Linked DNA regions of Hordeum vulgare: region 2 is linked to region 1. The links are chromatin contacts, called in public Hi-C maps. All regions are on one chromosome and are shown on one strand. The core of a region is the stretch at or near the end of the contact, and the rest is flanking DNA. Distances in the headings are between cores, read along the strand shown.

Region 1 (2,700 bases), core at 96-2,595:
TCAACCACTGTCTTGGCTCCACGACTCCTAGCAATTGCATCAACCATCCCAGATAGGGCTTCAATCTGCATGAAGCGCATTCTCCAAACATGAGAATGCAAAGAGCTAAAAAAAACTGAATTTAACTTTGGACATAGACTAAAAAAATATAGTTAAAAAGAGTATGTTTATCATTACAAGCTAATTACCTACTTCATGCTTCTTCTTTGTGTTCATGCCTTGAGCAAGAACAGTACCAATTGATGCGACACGCGAGTTAGGTAAAAACTGCAAGTAATCAGGAAAAGGTGGATCGGGATTAAACATATGACACAATGTGTGTGTGTTTTAACTGGATATGTCATAACGATACTTCACTACTTATACTGTTGTTTCCTAATAAAATTCTAGCATGGGTGTTTTTCTCGAAAAACTCTCAGAAGGGGCAGGAGCACCGTAATTCAACTAAGGAGAATAGAGGTGATTAGATAATTAAGTGAAAAGAAAACCGGCCGAAAACCATGAGAAATGCTAGCATGAGTGCATGAGTAGTACCCACTTAGTCTTATTGGCGCATGAAACGTACCGATTGTGGCGTTTTTTGCTCGCGTGGAAGAACAAGCGACCTGGCTGTGAGTATAAATTCCTGTAGTGAACTTGGCCAATGGTCCTGCAAAACAATATAGCTTCCAATAAGCTGGGATGGTATCTAAAGCCGGCAATATAGGTCCAAGGAAGCCTGGGGTGGAGCCCAAACACAACAACGTCATCATCTAGTGACTTGGTTTCACGATGTCCTTCTCAGAAATTCACATTAGTCATTCCACTTCCCAATAAGAGCGAAATGTAATAAACAGAAAAAAAGGATGCAAGGGCCCTTGCCTGGACACGGCCGGAGGGCAGCATGAGCAGGCTCTCGACGGACTCCCGGCGGAGGCACTCCATCCAGTCGGCGTCCACCATCTCCCACAGCCTGTCCTGCTCGAACCGAATCCAACACCAAACACCTCAAACGCGTCAGCAAGATGCAGGTACAGCACACCGCGGCAGCGAAATGGAGGAGGGAGGGATTCCCCGCGACCACAGGCACGCGGACCCTAGACGTACTACAATCAATCTCGCGTCGGGGGAGTGGGAGGGAGGGAGGTGGGGAGGGGAGGGGAGTGGAGTGGACCTTGAAGAAGTTGACGACGTGGGCCTCGAGGAGCGGGCGGTGACGGCCGAGGAAGGAGGCGATGGCCTCCATCCACTCGCGGGTCTGCTCCGCCGTCTCGCACGAGCGCGCGCCGCCGCCAGTCGCCGGAGACGCCGCCATCGCGAGGGGAGAAGAAGAAGCGTTCGGGCGAAACTAGCACAGCACCAACGCAGCTGCGAGCGGGCCGGTTTCCCTCCCGCCTAAACGGGCCGTTCTGGGCCGGGAGGTGGGAGAAGAGAGCGCGCGTCGCTCTGGGCCGCACGTCGTCGGCAAACCAACCAACAAACAACGACGACGGACGGACGGACGGGACGGGGAGGGCGGTCAACGTCAGAAGACCACGGAGTTGCTTGAAAAGCGTGCTGGAACCAAACGCCGGCAGGTGGGGCCGGCGGCGTAAAAGCTGCATCGTACCGTTATCGCTAGCTAGCTAGCGCTAGCACTAGCAGCAGCATAGCGAAGAGGCGGGAGGTCGCATCGCCGTCGCATCTCATCAACTGAACCCATCCCCGCCACTGCTCGCCGGGAACAGGGGAATCGGAGCCATTAACGACCTTCTCTTTTGGTCTCTTCCCCGTTTGTAGTATTCTGTTTATTATTTAGTGGTGGTGGTAGTACGAGTAGTTTATTATTAGGCAGCCGTGCCGCTTTGTTTGGTCTTTGGACCATGTTTGCTTGATCTTGTTTATTATGCTTTTGTGTGTGAACTAGTAGCTGGGTTGGTATGTATCATGCGATGCAATTGGGTGGTAGATGGTTACATGAGAAAGGTGCTAGCTAAACTGACCGAATAATCTTTCCCTAATAATAAAGCAGCTACTGCTTCTGTCGTACGTCGTCGGCCGAGATCTGCTTTGAGCGGTGTCAACGGCCGGGGAGTCGTGGCGGACGACACGTCGCAGCGGGCGTCGGCTGCAGCGGGCGTGAGCGAGGCGAGCGACGGCGGCACCGATACAAGGGGAGGACGGGGGACGCCGGCGCGTCGCGGCAGCCATTCTCTGTGGAGGCGCACATGGAGCGGGAAAAAAGTCATCCGCCTCCTCCCGTACTCCAAGCCTCCATTACGTCGCCTTGCTTCACACTGGCGTCAGTCCGCCTCGCCTTGCCGCGCGCCGGAGGAGGCCACTCAACCTCCACCCCTGCCCTTCCCGTCACACGCCCCGCCAACGCCGCTGCTCCCTCCCCTCGCCCATCCCAATCTAGCGGATCTGGAGGCGGGCGGCATGGCGGGGGTCGTCGGTGACGACGACGAAGGCAGGAGCAGGGCTTCCCCCGGGCGGATCGTGGAGGATGATGCCGTGGACCCTGCAGCCGCCGGCGTGATTTTCCCCGACCCGTGTGAACCGTAGCAGCCTCACAAACGCCACCCCGCCGCTGGCCATCGGGTCGCTTCCCCACGTCCGCTCGTGTTCCTCTGCTCGAGGCCTCCCTACCTCCCGCACGCTACTTGGAGCGGCTCCTGGTCTCTAGCAGCCGCCCTCTCCTCACTCATCACATCAATCTCCTACTCCCTCTCTCTCCAACAT
Region 2 (2,700 bases), core at 167-2,666, 210 kb after region 1:
AATTAAACTAAAGCAAATGACGCTCCAAGTAAAACTCATGTCATCTGATGAATAAAAATGTAGCTTCAAGTAACATACCGATGGATTGAGACGAAAGAGGGGATGTCTTCCGGGGCATTCCGAAGCTTAGACTCTTGAGTCTTCCTAAAATATTACCTTGGGGTGGCTTGGGCATCCCCAAGCTTAGGATGTTGCTCCTTATTCCATTGTCCATCACAATAACACCCAAAACTGAAAAACTTCAATCACACAAAACTCAACAAAACTTCGTGAGATCCATTAGTATAAGCAACATACTGTTGTAAATTGGTTATTATTTTAATATCGCATAATAGGTATTTTATTCTAACTTCTCCATGCCTTATTTTAATATCTCATGTACTTCTAGGTGCATGACATGCGATGAATGTAGGCTTGATCGTCTTTCCAACATCTTTCCACCCTTTCGTCACCTTGCATGAGGAACGTCTACCGATCCATCCCTGCATCATCTTTTTCTTCGGAGTTCCCACTTATTTTTTCCTTCTGGCATCGTTGTCTAGCAGTCCATCCATCCTCCCCCTTTTACTTCACAACGCCTACTTGTCACACACAGCCAGTTTGAGCTTGAGCTCAAATGAGGCCGTATGAATAGTAATTCATTAAAAAAAGTTCAAAAAATTGTAGTTCTTCTTTGGGCCAAACATTAACAAATTTTTGAGGTGGTTAAATTTTCTTATCATAAAATCACATTTGTGGAGGTGATGGCAAAAAAAGCCTCCAAAAAAACCCATTTTCAAAAGCATTTTGAAGTGTTGCTTTTTTTTTGCCCCAACTTCTATGAATGTCATGTCAAAGTGAAATTTTGCAGTCTCTTAAAACATTTGTTAAAACTTACTACAAAAAGATCAGAATTTGTTGAATGTTTTTTGAATTTAATGTTCATGCCGGGGTCATTTGAGCTCGTGAGCAGTTGGGCACTTTTGGTACTTATCCTTCTCCCGTGTGTCTATTCCCGACTGCCCGCTATCGTTCGTGGTATGGATTCAAGTGTATTATATCCATCCATGAGCATCGAGACCATCTCATTCTTCCTCCTCCTCCTCTCTATCAAGTCGCGGTGTAGTGCTATCTATCACTCCGGTCATCGTCTAATCATACAATCGAATAGTACACGAACATGAAAAAAACATAGTGATAAAATGTAATGTTGATATGGAAATTATGAAGGATATAGAACGTGGGTCTGTTTGATTGCATCACACAATAGACAGATACAAAAGATTTTCGTAAAAGTTCTTTTTTTTAAAAATGTTTGAGTGGATGCTAGCGGTGCTACTACGTATATGATCGAGAAAGAAAATCAAGAAAGCTTTGCGCCGTGTGATTGCCGGTTGATTAAGCAACTGATTCGCATTGATAGTCCACACCCAACCCAACCCAACCCTCACAAGTCCACCGCACGACACAAGCCCCGACGAAAACAACTCAAATCAAGAGGAGCGGACGACCTGCGCCCACATCGCCTTTCCCAAGACACGCTTCACACACGCACGCACCGGCACAGCTACCGCTGCCATTCTATTTTGTTCCCTTGCGCCAAGCCCAGCGAGGAAGAAGAGAAGAGAAGGAAAGTCGCTCGCGCAGCAGCAGCAGCAGCGAACCCGATCGATGGCCTCCGCTGCGGCGTCGCGGCCCGCGGCCCCGCCGCCGCCGCCACCTCCCCCGCCCCCGCCGTCGGCCGCCATGCAGTGGCTCGCCCCGCGCGTCTCCTTCAGCCTCGAGGACGCCGGCGGGTGCGGCGGCGGCAGGGACGCTGCGGGGGGCGGGGGAGCCAGCGCCGACTTCGAGTTCCTCCTCGCCGGCTGCTCCGCCGTGTCCACCATGCTCCCCGCCGACGAGCTCTTCTCCGGGGGCAAGCTCGTCCCGCTCCGCCTCCCGTCTTCCTCGGAGGCCGCGGCGGCGGCCACGCGGCCTCCGCTGGCCCCGGCGCCGACAACGCAGCAGCAGCAGCAGCCCGAGACGGCGAGGCCGGAGGAGACGGCGAGGGCGGAGGCGGCCAAGGATGCGGTGGTGGAGGCGGAGCAGGCGGCGGAGGAGCCCAAGGTTCCGGCCAGGAGGTGGAGGGACCTGCTGCGGATGCGGAAGCAGCAGGCGTCGTCGTCGTCTTCCTCCTCTTCCTCGACGGAGACCAAGCCGCTCCGCCGCCTCCTCCGCCGCGGGCCGAAGCCGCCGGAGCAGGAGCCGTCCCTCAGCCTCCCGCTCCTCCGCGACCCCAACGATCCCGACATGCTGCCCGCGCCGGCACCAGCGTCGGCTCCAACTCCATCACCGACCCCGCCGCCTCCCGTGAGCACGTCGCAGCACCAGCTGCCGCCCAAGATCCGGCTCACAGCAGCGCAGGCCGCCGCGCCGCCGCCGCCGCCACCCCCACCCCCGCCCCCTCCCTCCGCCGTGGCGGCCGACAGCCCGCGCCTGAACGCGGCCGGCAAGGTGGTGTTCAACGGTCTCGGCCGCAGCTCCAGCAGCCCGAGCAGCCTGGCGGGCGGGCGGCGCCACCGGCCCGGCTCCGGGTCCGGCTCCGGCGGCAGCGGCATGGAGCGGTCCTACTCGGCGCACGTGCGCGTGACGCCGGTGCTCAACGTGCCCGTCTGCCGCAAGTCCGTCTCCGTCTTCGGCATCGACCGGCTCTTCTCCCCGTCCTCCGCGTCCACCGCCGCC

The links. A called contact is a pair of places that touch in the nucleus more often than the background predicts.
Region 2: a Hi-C map of seedling shows a contact between it and region 1, with 3 times the contacts expected there. The contact joins the promoter of LOC123395875 here to the promoter of LOC123397772 in region 1. A contact is called at or near these places in 1 of 6 Hi-C or Micro-C datasets (seedling) and 1 of 1 datasets of contacts at active chromatin or transcription factors (embryo).

What each region holds. Positions count from the first base shown.
Region 1 is chr5H:27,625,040-27,627,739 of MorexV3_pseudomolecules_assembly, forward strand. It overlaps LOC123397772 (protein RRNAD1), which reads right to left and starts at 1,346. Exons shown (of 13, transcript XM_045092303.1): 1 at 1,154-1,346; 2 at 862-957; 3 at 566-649; 4 at 193-267; 5 at 1-65. The coding sequence starts at 1,294.
Region 2 is chr5H:27,833,771-27,836,470 of MorexV3_pseudomolecules_assembly, forward strand. LOC123395875 (proline-rich protein 12-like) reads left to right here and starts at 1,417. Exons shown (of 1, transcript XM_045090906.1): 1 at 1,417-2,700. The coding sequence starts at 1,651.